Linked DNA regions of Mus musculus: region 2 is linked to region 1. Evidence: chromatin contacts called from public Micro-C data. All regions are on one chromosome and are shown on one strand. The core of a region is the stretch at or near the end of the contact, and the rest is flanking DNA. Distances in the headings are between cores, read along the strand shown.

The links. Hi-C and Micro-C count contacts between places; a contact is called where the count stands out from the background.
Region 2: a contact with region 1 is called in a Micro-C map of embryonic stem cells, with 4 times the contacts expected there. The contact joins the promoter of Rapgefl1 here to the promoter of Ormdl3 in region 1. A contact is called at or near these places in 3 of 39 promoter capture datasets (the HPC-7 cell line and liver), 1 of 484 Hi-C or Micro-C datasets (embryonic stem cells) and 1 of 9 other capture datasets (liver).

Annotation. Positions count from the first base shown.
Region 1 is chr11:98,583,534-98,591,172 of GRCm38.p6, forward strand. It overlaps Ormdl3 (ORM1-like 3 (S. cerevisiae)), which reads right to left and starts at 3,712. Exons shown (of 4, transcript NM_025661.4): 1 at 3,595-3,712; 2 at 409-607. The coding sequence starts at 582.
Region 2 is chr11:98,832,676-98,840,314 of GRCm38.p6, forward strand. It overlaps Rapgefl1 (Rap guanine nucleotide exchange factor (GEF)-like 1), which reads left to right and starts at 4,110. Exons shown (of 15, transcript NM_001080925.1): 1 at 4,110-4,998; 2 at 7,585-7,639. The coding sequence starts at 4,479. It overlaps Casc3 (cancer susceptibility candidate 3), which reads left to right. Exons shown (of 14, transcript NM_138660.2): 14 at 1-1,132.

The DNA of each region.
Region 1 (7,639 bases), core at 2,462-4,961:
CAAACCAAGGAGGAAGGACTAGACCCCAGCCTGCTCAAAAGTGGGGTACAAAGCAGCAGGTTTTAGGGAGCACAGAGGATTATGAGATCCTAATATGGGAAAAGAATGTCTCTGCACAGATTCCTGGGACCTGGGGGCAGCCTCAGCATGGGCTCAGCTCCCAGTTTGCTGTCCTTCAAACACACCAGCCACCCAACTAGGGAGACATGGACGATGTGCAAATTTGATTCTAAAGCCCACAAGGGGGAGCCAGGTAAGAGTTGGGCCTGGGCTCTGGTGACAGATGTTGTCAGGACCTGCTGTCTGTCCCATTAGAAGCTCCTCCTATCTCTCAGCTCTGGCCTAGAACAGCCCGCACGGGGGGTGGGGGGGGGGTGGGGGGGTGGCTGGTGGTAAGCAGGATCTTACCAGGTTGTGGATAAGGTTGGTGAGGGTCCAGACGACAGGGACGCTCACAAAGGGAATGCTCAGCAGCACGACATGCAGGAGTCCGATGGCCAGCACGTAGGAGAGCCAGATGCCGCGACTGTTCATCACCCGTGTGTTGGGGTTCACCTCACTGTGTGCTGTGCCCACATTCATCCTGCCACCCCTCTTGACTGCCGCTCTGCAAAAGAGCAACACAGGTGAGACAAGTCACACCACTTTCCCTGCCCCTCACACCCCAAGCCCCAGAGAGGCAGGCTTTTCACTCCCTGAGAACTCCACACCACTGTCCACTGTTGGGAGTCTCAAGCCCAGAAGCTGGAGAAAGTCCATGTGAACGTGACACTAGTCATTTCCTGTCACTGGGCTGGACTAACACCAGGCTGTCATACACACCATCTGCTGACATAGCCAGGGAGGACAAGTCACCAAGAGGTGACCAGCAATCAATTGCCCAGGCTATAACAATCAGTGCCTTTACCCCAATCATATCCCCTACAGATCTCCTGAGGGCCTCTTCCTCCTGCAGGAGGGAAAAAAGCCTGCCCTGGAACTCTCACTCAAAATAACCTCTGCTGGCTCTCACTGAAGACCTGACAGAAGACACCCACCACCCTAAGCTCTCCCCCCAAAACGTTAAGAAGCAGAGAAGATCTGTGGGTGCAGCAAGCAACAACGGATGAAGAACTTTGGGGCTACTGTTCCTACCACCCCTATTTCTCCAACCCTGGATTTTCTCAAGCCCAGGCCCAGGATGACTGACAAGGAAGGGAGAAGAGGGCAGAGGCAACAGCAGGCCAGGGACAGCCTTCCCTCAGTCCTACAAACACTGCCACATCAAATGACCCATCCATTAGGACATTTTGTCCACTTGGCAGCTGCTGAGGCTGACTCTCTTGGGGTGCCACCACTAGATGCCAAACCACCCAAGCCCTTCAGCCCACCAGGGAGAGAGGAGGACATGACCAGAGCACACAGCTGACATCAACACGGGTAGGATGTGCACGGGTAGGATGTGGTACCTGTACCAACCTTCCCCTCCCAAGGACACAAAACTACCTGTGGCCTCCCTCCTACCGCCTCTCTTCTCGGCCTCACCTGACCTCGCTCCCTTCCCAGCATCTGTCTGTGGGTGTGAGGTGACAACACCCCTTTCTTGCCCAGCCCCAGTGGTAGAAGCTCTACACAAGGAACTGAAAAAGGCTACCCTTCATGCCCAGAATACAACAGTAGTAGCCCACAGTGGCCAGAGGGGAGCATGGCTGTCCCCAGATTCCTGAGGGCCCACTTGCTGACCAGCAGAAAGTGGAAATGGGAGGCATCCATGTACTGGCTTACCCTCTCCCACTTTAGTGTCGAGCCTGGGAAAGACACATTACTGAGGCTAACAGCAAGGTGCACAGAAAGAAGGAACAATGGAGAGAGTCTGGAAGTGCCAGCCCAGCTCCCTCACCCTGCTGTAGTCACCTCACCCCCAGACTCAGATGCTATCTCACCCAGCTAGGATTCTGGCCAAGCCTCCTCCACAGGAGCTAGCATTCACTCAGATAAGTTCATTACTTAAGGATAATGGAAGCAAGTTTCCTCTTCTCAAATACCTCGGGAGATAGGACCCACAACAGTTTCCCAACAAACATACCCCTGAGTTGGCCTAGGGTGCATGCAGGTGGACATACGCCAGGGACCAAACTCCTGGCTCATTAAGACAGATAACTGGTCCCAACAGAAACCCAAGGAACTAGAACACCAGTTGTTTACCTTCCTCAGGCCTTAGGGCCCTTAACAGAGCCCACCCCTGGGACATCTACTATGTAACAGCCTCCATGGGAGGGCAGGGACTGAGAGCTAAAGTCTCTGAAAGATCATTAAGGTGAGGAAAAGTTTCCCAAGTCTCGGCAGAAACTGCTGTCCTTCTCCATTACACAGCCCTACAGTGGCACAGCTATAGACACAACTCCCTCACACTGCGGTTCAGTAGTGCCAAACCTCTGGCTGGATCCCAGGACTGCAAGACCCTCCACTCCTTTCTGGCTCTAACAGGGCATCTAAGAGAGCCTAGGTGACCCCACGGGAACTGTCTTCCTAAAGCCTAAGTGCTAGTTGTCTTTTAAAGCAGGTTAGGAACTTCAGGAGACTGCTGCACCCTCTTTCACCATCCTCCCAAAAGTACTCCTGAGACTTTCCTGTGGCTTTGTGTATTTCCATTAGGACACAACTGACCTTTCTCCCAGAAGTGAAGAAATAGGAGACTGGCAGGGGCAGAAAGGTCTGGGGTGACCAGACTGAAAACTGCTACCACAACTGGCAGGTAGCTGGTGTGATTTCATAATCTGCCTCAAATCAGAGCCTGAAGCAACTCCGTCCTGTTAACCACTTTTTTTTTTTTTAAACTTTTGGCTATGGTATAGCTCTTTGCCTCTTTTCCATGCAGGCCCAAGCCAGTCTGTCAGACACTCATGCCAAGACCAGATTACCACCCCCATCTCCTCCCTCCCGCCTTCCCCCCCTCCCCGCGGCGTTAACCATCCGGTAAGCACTTCCCAAATCCCTCCCCAGTTTAAGACTTGCCCTTTATACAGCAAACCTGTTCCCAAGGGATCCCAAGAGGGAGTTCATGCAACACACAATGTCGCTTCCACTCGGCCCACCCTCAATCTGCAGAACCACGGTTGTCCTCGCCAGCCCGACTCCTGGACTCAGGAAAGTGGGTGTGGAAAAAAAAGCAAGCCTCCACGAGTCAGGAGCGAGGGAACGGTGTCCTCGATATCTTGGGAGTATGTGTATGAGAACTCCTTCCACGGGGCCTCCCGCTTCTGCTCTGCAGCCTGGTACCTCGCACTAGCAGTCTGGCCGGGTTCGGGGCCCAACCCCCATCTCCACGCATTCACTCAACCCTGGAGGCAGCCAAACCTTTATCCCTTAAGTCCAGCCGTTCCCCGCCTCCCACCCCCAGCTGCAGCGCTCCTCCCGGATTATCACCCCCGGCCCCCTGCTCCCACTTTCCTCTTTTGGCACTCCTTCGCCTGATGCACGCACTCTCCACCCCCAGCCACCCAGCTCAGGTCTCCTCCTGCGCGGACGCCTCCCCAGCAGCAGCCTTCTCTCCCGGCTCTCCAACCCGTGGAGCCTTCGGGCTTCACCACTCCGATGCCACCCGTCTGGACTCACCGCGCGGGGTTGGAGGTCGAGGGCCCGGGAGAGAGCCCGAGAACCCGGGCCGCGGCCGCTCCAGCAGCTGTAACAAACCAGCGGCGGTGGCTACCCCGCTGGCAGCTCTGGCCGAATCAGCTCCCCGAGCCGGGGCGGTGACGTCACTACCACGCGCCTATCACGTTGTGCCTCTTGGGAAGTGTAGTTTCTAGGCTGCCTCCTCACCGGCCCGCCCGGCGCCTCCTGGGAGTTGTAGGCTTTTCCCTGGTCTAGCTTTTGATCCCACCGCGAGCTTTGGCACCCCGCAGAACGTCCCACCCTGACGCAATAGTGAGATCAGATGCTGTCTCTTTGGTGCGTTAACAATTGTAGCTTTTGCATCTGCGCCCTTCACGTGTTGCACAAGCGGTTTGTCCATGTCCCATCTTGTAGTCGAAGACTTAAGAGTTTTAAGTAACCTGCATTAAGGCCCTGCTAAGATAGCCTGACCCTAAATGCAGAGGTTGTTTTGGTTTGGTTTTTTCCTAACCGTCGCTGCCTGGGCCCCGGATTATCTCCAGAAGCCGAGAAACACTACCCTTTGCCCCGAAGGAGCCCCATTCACTCCCGGGATTACATTTTTCAGGACTTTAGTTGGGTACATGTGTTCAGGGTAGAGACAGGAGCCTGTGGGCATCTTTGGCCCACCTAGTCTTTATGCTTAATCCTTGCTGGTGTAGGTCTGGCCACTCCTGGATCTCCTCCCTACATCAGGTATAAAATAGGATTTATGTCATAGGACGAGACCTTACTAACGTGAGGAGCTTTGAGCTTCTGTCTGAGGTTAATACGTGTAGCTTTAGGTAGGGAGCCTCATTTCTGCAACTTTCATGTCTGGAAGCTCTGAAAAGAAGGGCACAGACTTTATTGCTAGGTACATATAGTGTATGTACATCTTTATTGGCAGAGTAAGCCTGGACAAATGACTTGTCTTAATCTCAGTTTTACAGCTGTCAAAACTTACTCCCAAGGTTGCTTTGATATTTCAAAAGAATGTCATACAAAGCACTTCTTATCTTGTAGGAACGCAACTAGAGTGTTCTTTGGCTCTCCTAGGTCACTCCCACTTTCCACGTCAACAATAGAGGGCCTCCTTTTAGTTGTTTCTACTTCCCCCGCCCACCTTCTCAGTCTCGTGCCCATAAACCCTGGCAAGGCTGGAATGACAGGAATAGATGACGTAACAGATGCCAGCCTGGCTGGCTGTATATGCGCGACGGACTGAACATGCGAGGACTGGAAGGAGAAGGCCTGCCCGGACAACCTGGGGAGCTTTTTCCTTAGACCCGCCCATCATCAGGGAGCTGCCAGAGGGGGTGGGGGCGGGGAGGAATAGCTGTCTCCGGCCGGAGGCGGAGCCCTGGAAGCCAGGAGTGAGTGTATATCTATCTGACTTACCCTGAGAAGTAAAAATGGGCAGCTTCTCAAGTATTCCAGAGGCAGGGGCCCTTCAGATCCGAACATCTAACTAACCGTCCTTCAGCCTCTGTGAGACTGAAGAAGCCTCACAGAGACACCCCCACACTTCCACACTCCCACACCGCACCTCCACCCCCTATTCCCTCCTGCTCAGCCTTAGAGCCAAAACAATGGGGGGGGGGGTGTTTTTGTTTTTGAGTTTTGTTTTGTTTTTTTTCCAAAATGAACTTGCCGGATTCCTTTGATTTTTTTTTTTTTTTCCTGGAATTCTTCCATTGTCCATCAAGTTGGTTGAGCTCTGGATCTTTGCCAGTTTTCTCCCATCTCTGTGAAGTTCAGGGACCAGACAGGGTCTACATCTCAACAAGGCACTCTGACTAATGCAGACTCCATTGGCAAGGTCACTGGCTATGTCATGGCCTATTAATAGCTCCTGTTATCAAGTTGTTTTTTTTTTTTTTCTTCCACAATGGGAATGAACAAAGTTCTGGTTCTTTCTGCCTTGTGGTAAGTTATGGATCACATTCCACTCGAGTTAACTCGAGTCCCTGTCACCATCTCCTCTAATTCATTGCCTCAAGACAACCAAGTCTTCCTCTAGCTGTGACGCCTGAGCACTGTTCAGGAAGAGTGAAAGCACAAGGCACCGGGGAACACGCAATCCCTGGGACAAAAGATTGACACCGTGTGCCAAGGAACTAAATTGTCCATGCCCTGAAGGCATGACTGTATCCACATCTAAGAAAGCAAACCCATTTACAGCACACGGCTCCGTGTGAGAGGTTGTGTATCCCAGCAATGTCTCTAGCAGTGAAATCCTGAGAGCCATGTAAGTGCCCAAGAAAAAAGGGAATGCTCTATCCACACTGGGCAGAAAAATACGAAACCACTTATGGCTGTAGAAACTGTGGCATCATGGGAAAACAGCTGCCGGATGATATGAAAAGATAAGGATAGAGACTTCGAGTTTCTCAGGGATGTCGTCAGCAAAACCTAGGTCAAGGGGCACAGGTGCGTTCTAGGAAGCAGAGGTCGGGCACTCAAAAATTGGAAGTCAACCTGGGTAGCACAGTGAGTCAGTCCTAGGACAGCCTGGGCTACATAGCAAGACTATTTGAAACTCAAGAGCCAGGCATAGGGTCCATGCCTATGGTCCCAACACTCAGGTTTCAGGTTTCGGATCCTGGGAAAGGGACTGAGGTGCCTATTTTACCAAAGCAGAGCTGGCCTTCAGGTTCTCCCAGCATCCCTCTATCCCTACCTGGCATACACTGAGCTTTCTAGCCCAGAGCTTGGCTGCCCTTCCCCCAGAGAGTCCTCCCTATATAATCCAGACATTTTGCTCACTAGATCTCTCCCCCTGCCCTGCCTCTCTCCCTCCCTTCCCCCCCTCTCCCCCTCTTCCTCTTTTCTCTTCTCCTCTTCTCTTCACTCTGGGCATGAGCTCACCCTTTTCTTTTCTCTCCCTGTCCCCAACCTCCCCGCCTCCCCCCACTAGCCACCCCCCCCCCGCCCCGCCCCAGGTGACTTCCCAGGCCTGGGTCCTTGAGGCCAATAAACTTACCCGTCCAAGTGCAGCTTCCCAATAAACCTGCCTTTAATATAATCTAATCTGGCTTAAATGCCTCATTTCACCGGCGGCAGCGGAGAAATAAGTTATCACTCATGAGTAGAAACATAAGCAGGTGGATCTCTGTGAGTTTAAGTCCAGCCTGGTCTACATGGTGAGTTCCATGACAGCCAGGGCTAAGTAGAGAGACCCTATCTAGAGAAACCCTGTTTCTAAATAAATAAATTAATTAAATTAAATATACAAAGAAAGAAAGAAAGCAGAGATAGATATATTATATTCTAAACTATTTGTGAATGGATGATACAATACCTGGATTTACTACAAAATAATTTGGACTGGGGACATGGGAAAATAAACAGCTATAAACTGATAATTATTAAACCGTGTGCAGTGATAATTATTAAACTGTGTGCAGTGATAATTATTAAGCCTGGGAGATTGAGACACAAGACCCCTCGTATTACTTTCTCTACTTTGTTGGCATTTAAAATTGCTCATAATAAAAAGGATTTTGCAAACCTGAGTCTGAATCCGTGCACACACAAAGCAACACTGGAGTGGCGCTAATAAACCCTGGCATCGGGCTTAGCTCGCTGCTCCCTTGGCCACCAGCTGTCTCTGCTCCCTTGGCTGTGTGACCTTAAGTCACTGACCCGCTCTGTACTTCAGTGACCTCATTTCTAAATGGAGATGGTAATGATCACAATAACCTCATTTGCAAAGATCGATGGGGTCGATAAGTGTAAAGTACTTGGAGCAGCCCTGGCACATGGTTAAGTACCCAGTGTGGGTTGTCTGCTATTGGTCCATTCCAGGTTGGAATACTGACGTCTTTACTAGGCAACGGGAAGTCAGCGAAAGAAAAGAGAGACCTTATATTCGGGTGATGGACTACTCGGGATGATCTTTTTCATTCTCCAGTTTCAACCTCTATGTAATGTGATAGAACTTTTAAATATTTTATCAAATGTGTCTTTTTTAAATATCACAAGCTCCGCCTGTCCAGTGCAGGCTGCTCGGTTGGCGGAGCAG
Region 2 (7,639 bases), core at 2,860-5,359, 250 kb after region 1:
GTTTACCAGCCTTTCTGGGTTCCCTTTGACTCCCCTGCTAACCCCACATAATTGAGAATGTTTTGACCAAGTGTAAAAATAGCTGGCCTTTTCCTTGTGATTGGTCTTTATTAGTCTTTTTAATGCCTCTAACCCTGTGGAAGCTGTCTGCACGCAGTATCCCACTGTAGAGGAGAGCTCAGAGTGGGGGAGTAGGAGCCCTTGCTTGGGGTACAGGTTTTATAAATCTGAGCCTTCAACAGTACCTCTCTTCTAATGGGCTTCAGTCCTCCACTGAGGCAGAATCTCTGCTGTGGGGAGAGAGAACAAACTGGATGCTATTGTGAGACGGGAGGGTGGAGTGAGACCCTCTGCGCTGAGTCCTCAGGGCTGTCTTGGAGGTAAGTGGAAGTAGTGGGCCCTGCTTCTTTTCTTTGTAGCCTTCCGGCTACATCCCCTTCCCAGTTGTGGACCAATGCATCTCTAGAGACAGATACTATCCAGCCATCTGTCTGCCTTGTCTTTTGCAGTACTTCTCCATGCCTTCCCTGCTACAAGTGTTTTTAGATGTTATTACTGTACTTTCCCCAAATTCTGCTCCTGTACTTGCAAACTGAAGGTAACTATACCTAGACTTAAATCCTAAGGAAGCAAGTTACCTTCTGGGCAAAGGCTGCCTTCCCACCCTTCCTTTCACGGCACCACACTACATCCCCATGCCCCTGTGGAAGTCTGTTACTGCAGCACTGTGCCTGCCAGAGTTCCCACAGCACCCGAGGGAGAAGGTGATGGCTGTCTCTCTCTAGTAATGTCCTTGTTCTTATTCTTCCCTCCTACAGCTGGCCTAACCACTCTTGAGTCGGGGTGGGGGTAACCCTCAAGGAGGAGGTAACTAAGAGGCTCTTCCAGGGGTAGCTGGTGGGTGTGCTTTTCATAGGCTTCCCTTTGCCTTAAACCTGAAGATGTCTCCTCAAGCCTGTGGGCAGCATGCCCAGATTCCCAGACTAAGACACTGTGACAGTTGTCTGTCGGTCCACTGTGTTTAGTTGCAAAGATTTCACCATGTGTGTTGTTTTTGTTACTGTCTTAAAGGGTGCACATTTGTGATCAGCATTGTGACTTGGAGATAATAAAATTTAGACTGTAGACTTGACTCTGTGGCCAGTTATTGTGTGTCTTGATTTGGGAGGGAAGGAAGACTAATTTCACTACAGAATTAGTCATAATTTGAGCCCGACTGGTAAAATGGAAGAGCAGAGAGGTAAGGAGCCCCCTTGAGGCCCAAAGCTTGAAACCAACAGTTTCTTGTCCTCCGTTTGTTTGTTTGTTTGTTTGTTTTTCACACCAGGGCTCACTCATGTAGCTCAGGCTGACCTCTTAACTCCCCTTTACCTGAGGCTTAGCTTCCCAGGTGCTAGGATTCCAGCTGTGCACGGCCATATAACAATTTTTGACTTGTTTGTTTGTTCTATATGTTGTTGGGGTTTTTTTGTTTTTGTTTTTGTTTTGTTTTTTTTTTTTTGAGACCCTGTCTCACTGTGTACCACGATGCCCAGCTGTAGATATCTATCTTTTATTGGAAAGTAAAGATGGCACTAAAATACTAAGGCCTACAACCTGAAGGACAGCTACCAGACTACCTACCCTGAGCTGGAAGGACAAGGAAAACTAAGACCTTCAACTGGTTCATGCTGCCTTATATTTGAGACTGGAGCACGCACAGAGTAATTTCCAGTTTTGAATTAACTTTCCTTGAGTGGAAGTTTACAGTTATACAAAGGCCACTCGGTGTGGACGACCAGTGGGTATTGTGGGGCTGGAAACATTTGTTCTTTGTTTCACAAAGCTTTACCTTGGTGGTGTGGGAATGCCCACAAGTTGGGACATCTTCCCTCTGTCCCCCAAGGTGATGTATAACTATAGACATGGTCTCCCTGGTTGGTCATGCAAAAAATGTCAGCCAACCCTCTGGGTAGGTTACTGGCAGGAGAAAGGAATGTTGGGGTGCCTTCTCACCCTTGCCTCTTCCCCAGTCCTGCTGTTAGATCCCATTGCTCTCCCTGTTGCCCTGGTAACTAGCTCAGCAAGAAGAAACTCAAGCTCAGCAAAGCCCTCGGGTTCTCTCTGCCCCCCCCCCCCCAGCCTGCTTCTCAGTGGGCAGAGATAATGGGAGTTTAAGGGACAGATAGATTACTGCCTTAGGTAGCCCTGTCCAATACCTTTGTAGAAGCCCATGGGTTGGACTGACTCAGTTAAGCTTGTTGGCCTCCATTTCCACTGTTAAGTAATTGAATACCACCCTACCATTCTCTTCGGTTTTCTCATGGTAATGTAGATGCCCTATCAGTTTTCCCGCTGTGGGTCAGTCCATGGACCTACCTGTAGGTGACTCAAAACATCAAGGATTTGCAATTGCCAGATCTTCTTACAGCTGCAGTTGACCTAGAGCAGTGATTTCCAACACTGGCTGTTTGAATCACCTGGGGAGCTTTCTAAACTAACAGAGACCTTGGGCCTGCCACAGGATCCCATAATGGATCTAGGGTGTGACCTGGACATCAGCAATTCCAAAAAGCTCCCATGCGGTTTCAGTGTGTAGCCAGAACGGAAGCCACTGCTGCTCCAGGAGGACCACAAATTAATGCTTCCTTTGCTTCTGATTCAAGGTCTTGAATGTAGTGACTGCCACTTTCTGTAACTGGAAGGGTCTAGAGTCCGATTCCCCAAGCATTTAGTTTCTAGAAGTCTCTCGGTCCCTTTTTATTTCCAGCTCCCACACCCTTCACACTCCCCAATTTTTCACCCTTCCTAACCGACAATCCCAAATCCTGCCCAGAGAAGAGGTTACCAAGGCAACCGGCTTAATCTGGTAACTGTGGCATGTGCAGAAGAGAAGCCCTCCCCTCTTCTTGGTTCCTAAAAGGTTACCTGGGGAGCTCTAAGCCACTCTGGCCAGTTCCTACTTCCAACCTTAAGAGAGGCCGAGTGTCCAATTAAGGCTGTCCAGGAAACCAATGCTCAGATCCAGCTTCATAGCAAAATCGGAGCTTTTTTTTTTCTTTTTCTTTTTCTTTTTCTTTTTTTTTTTTTTTTTGTTCCCTCTCCAAATCCCCAGATGGGTGTGCAGAGCTTTATTTCTGTGAACACATGCTCTAGCACACATGGAACTGAGTTTGCACCGACAGCAACACAAGTGTAGTACACACCCTGTCAGTTTCACCACTCCCAGCTCTTAGCATTCCTGTCCATCCATGCCTTGCTGAGGCACAGTAAACAGGGGTGGGACTTTGCCCAAGGAACACCAGCCCACCAGGAACCCGGTGCCACTCCTTCACCATGTATACCAAGCCTGGATGTGTTCACACTGTCTCTACAGCCCCATCCTAGTGGAGTGTACCCTGGGAGACAGAATGCTCTGGCGTAGCCACCAGGAGTAAGGGCAATATTTCTCCCATTCTATGGCTATATACACTAATGTGCTAGGTGATGGATGATAGTTGGCAGTTTGGGGACTTACACATCTCTTCAGTCTTGCTTCCCTTCGCTACCACCTGGGCTAAGATGCCCTTGTGCTTTTGGTCGTCTCTTTCAGTCTACTATCTCTTTTCACCCCAATTAGACCTGCCACAACCTGCTGGCCTCTGCCTGGCTCTTTCCTACTTGCCAGTACTTGCCTTACAGGGCGGCCCTGCACCACCCCCTAAACCCTATCAGAAAGGAATATGGGTACCGCCCCCAGTGCCAATACCAGTTTACCCAAGACGCCGTCCCAGCCCTTCTCAACAGGTGGAAGATAATGACCAAATAAAATTGTGGGAAAGATGCAAAGAGTTCAGCAGTCTTTATAAGCCTCACCTGTGCACAGGTAGGCGTGCCAAGGTCAAACATATGCCCTGGTTATTTGAAATGCTCAAAAGAGACCCGGTAATCAAGAGCCAGGAGTCCTCTGCTTTGGTAGATCTCTCCCTCGCCTTTGCCCTTCTGCGACTGTCAGAAACCCAAGTCCTAATTTTCCTCGCGGTCAGCGCCAGAGCCCAAGTTCAAGCCTCGCGCGGCCGGGCGGGGGCGGGCCTAAGCAGGGTAGGGGCGGGGACTGGAGGAGGGGGCGCGGTCTCAATTCTGCCACCTTCCCCGGGGCCAGGAGCGCAGCCGCCGCCGCGTCCTCAGCCTTGCGCTCCGCCCGCTGCCTCTGTCGCCTCAGCCCGGCCCCGGAGCGCTGAGACGGGGACACCAGCCCCTCAGCCTGCCAACCCTTCGGCCGCAGCCGGCATGGGGGGCCGCTGAGAGCGAGCTCCTCTTCCCTCTGGCACCTCCCCCGGCCACTGGCCACTGGACTCTGGCCAGCGAGGCTCGGCCACCTCTCGCTCGCAGTCCGACGCCTGGCACGGCCCTCGGCTCTGCTCCCCCGGCTCTGAGCATCGTGTCCCCGCCTCCCCCCGCCCGCGCCTGGGACACCTGGGTCCCCCGGCGGCCCCTAAGAGAGGGGCGGGGGGGGGGGCATGAAGCCACTGGAGAAATTTTTGAAGAAGCAGACGTCTCAGCTGGCGGGGCGAGCGGTGACTGGAGGTCCCGGCGGGGGTCCGGGTTGCTGCGGAGGGCCTGGAGGGGGTGGGGGCCCTGGTGGGGGCGGCGGTCCGGCCGGGGGACTGCGGCCACTGCAGCGGCGTCAGAGCGTGTCTCGCCTGCTGCTCCCAGCTTTCCTCCGAGAGCCCCCAACCGAGCCCGGGCTGGAGCCGCCCGTTGAGGAGGAAGGGGGAGAGCCATTAGGGGTCTCTGAGGAGCCGGGCAGTGGGGGGCCCTGTTGGCTGCAGCTAGAGGAGGTTCCCGGGCCTGGGCCGATAGGATCTGGGGTGCCCCTGCGCTCTCCTTCCTCGTACTCCTCAGATGAGCTATCCCCCGGCGAACCCCTGGCTTCACCACCCTGGGCCCCCCTGGGCGCCCCCGAGCGGCCAGAGCATCTTCTGAACCGGGTTCTGGAGCGCCTGGCTGGAGGGACCACCAGGGACAGCAGCGCCTCAGGTAAGCCTGCTCATCCATCCCAGAGCAAGAGAGCACGGGGTTGGGGGTGGGAGGTGAGGGATTGGCCCGGGGGATGCTCCCTGATTGTTTTTTCTTGTCCTCAGTGTTGGTGTAGAGGATGAGGGGAAGCCCGAAGTAATGTAGGGGAAGGGGCATGGTAATGCGCACCCACCTTCCTCCCCACATTAGCTTCATTCTAGGGGAAGAAGGGAAACCATCTCTCTCCTTCAACTACCCTCCCTCTCTCTCGGCTATTTAAGCCAGTCTCCCACGAGCCCTTGATACTGCCTACCTCCTCCCACGCCCCTAAATTAGGGCCTGACACCCTAAGGTGGACGCTTTCCCGCTGAGGTTGTACGCTGCCCTCCAGACCATAGCTGAGGCCTGAAAACCGCTGACAGGAGTCCCTGGCTGTGTAGGAGCGCCTCACTTGGTGGGGCCATGTGGATAGTCACAGAACTCGGCTGCTTTTATTGGGGATGAATTCGAAGGTCTCTAAGGGAAGATACCAGGAGACTGCAGCATCCAGAAGGCTTTGGGCCTCCGTAGCACCCACCCTTCCCATGCCATGCCTCAGCAGAGGGCCTTTTTTAAAAAAATAATAACCACACCCTGAGAAGCCTGAGATGATGCCATTTCACCCACTATGAGAATGCCAGCACCCTATTAAAGGGCTTCTGAGGAACGTAGGCCCCCACATCGCTAGTTGGAATAGATGTAGAGATATCAGGGTCTTTAGATCTAACTAGGCACTCCACTAAACCCAGAAGGGGCTTAGGGTTGAGAGACCAAGCTTGAGACCCTAAAGAGGAGGGTGTTAGGAGTTACCCTTCCTTCTCTGCAAGGCATTCTGGCTCTAGGAGTGGAGTGTCACCCTCTACTCCATTTTTGTCCTGAAGGTCGGGGTCCCCTCTTTTGGCTCAGGCTGCAGTTGCCCTGGGGAGCTGACACCTTTTGGATTTAATTAGAAAAATATCAGACACACACAGCTCTCTTAACCATAACTTCCCGCCTACACCACACACCCTGTGTCTCTATGACACATTCCCCAGGGAGGCTGTGCGTTGGACCGGAGCCTACTTTGGAAGAAACAGATGCCAAACTGGAGCCCCCGTATCAGCATCTCTCCACTCTGCCCGCGTTCCTTGTCCTTTACTCCCATTTTAACATTCACACTCTAGTGAGAGAAAGATGCGAGGAAGGATGTCAGGCCTCTTTATGCCGAGGCCCCAAACCTGGAGCTGGGCGTGAGGGCTGGGGACCCTTCTGACTGACTCTCAGAACATAGCTGGGTAGCTGGGTAGAAAGGGAAAGAGAGGCTGTCCAGTTTGGACAGCGGATTGTCCAGTTTCCCCTGGGTTAAGACTCCCCATTTGTCACCCATATTATCTGGCCCGACAGGCTAAATCTCCAGAGTAACTAGTTTGGGAATCCTCCCCATTTAAACTGCCACTCCAATATTTTTAATATAAGCCACGTTATCAAGCCTCTTGATTTCTGCCCAGGCTGCATGGGAGGCGACAAATGCTTAGTGAGGGCTCTCCTCACCTAGCCAGAGCTCCTTCAAAGGTCTAGGCAGCCCCTTGTGGCCAGTAGGTACTAGGCCCCCCCCCCCACCCCCATACTCTGCTTGCCCCTGTATTGAGTTGAGAACACAGCATTCTAAGTTCATCTGGCTCCGGGCCTCAGTTTCTCCTCTGTGAAACAAAATGAATTCAAGTAGACAATCTTGTGTTGCTCCTCCACCTCCACCTTCGTGGCTGGCATTGGCAGCAGGGCATGACAACCATGGGTTGTCAGAAGCCATGGTTTTGTCCTGGAGCAGTGCCTGGGGACCTGGCCCTAACCTGTCCTGGTGAGGACACCTGGCTCCCTCCCTGTGCCCTGCCTGTCTGTGTGTGCCAAGCAAGCCCTGCCCCACCCCAAGGCTGGCGGCAAGTCAGGGCGACCGACCTTGTACCTGGCTGACTGGCTGAGCCAGGCCCAGACAGGGGTGTGGAGGGAAAAGGGTGGAGAGAGGAGCCCCTCCCCTGTCCTTCTCATCATTAACCCTTCCACCTCTGGGCACCCAGTGGACACAGGACTTCTATTTAAAGACTGAGATAAAGAGATGGCGGCCTGTCTCCGCTGTCAATTTTCATGGGGATGGTCCCCACCCTGCCCTGTGGAAATTCAAAACTGTGAGGTTGGGAGTGATCGAGGAGGATGGACACACATCCCACACATCCACATCCCTCTGACTGGAACCTCTGCTTGCCAATTCTCCGTCGATGGTCCCTTCTGTGGACCCCTTTTTCTCCTGAGCAGATCTCAGGCATGGTGGTATTATCTGACCAACTTCCCCCACACTGAAGAGAAGGGTGCATGGCCTTCAAAGGCACCCCCCCTCCCTCCAGCTGCCTTGGCAGCTGCCAGCCCCACCCCCGCAGCGGCTGCCCAGAACCTTCACACATGTGTGCACTCGCGTGCAGAGCATGACGGGACAGGTGGCCGGGGCTCCAGGCTTACCAAAGAGGAAAAAAAAAAAAGAGGGTTCAAGGTTTGCAGCCCCCTTCTGACCTCTGTGACGCCCATTGCTCTCCACAGATATTCTTCTTGACGACATTGTTCTTACCCATTCCCTCTTCCTGCCAACAGAAAA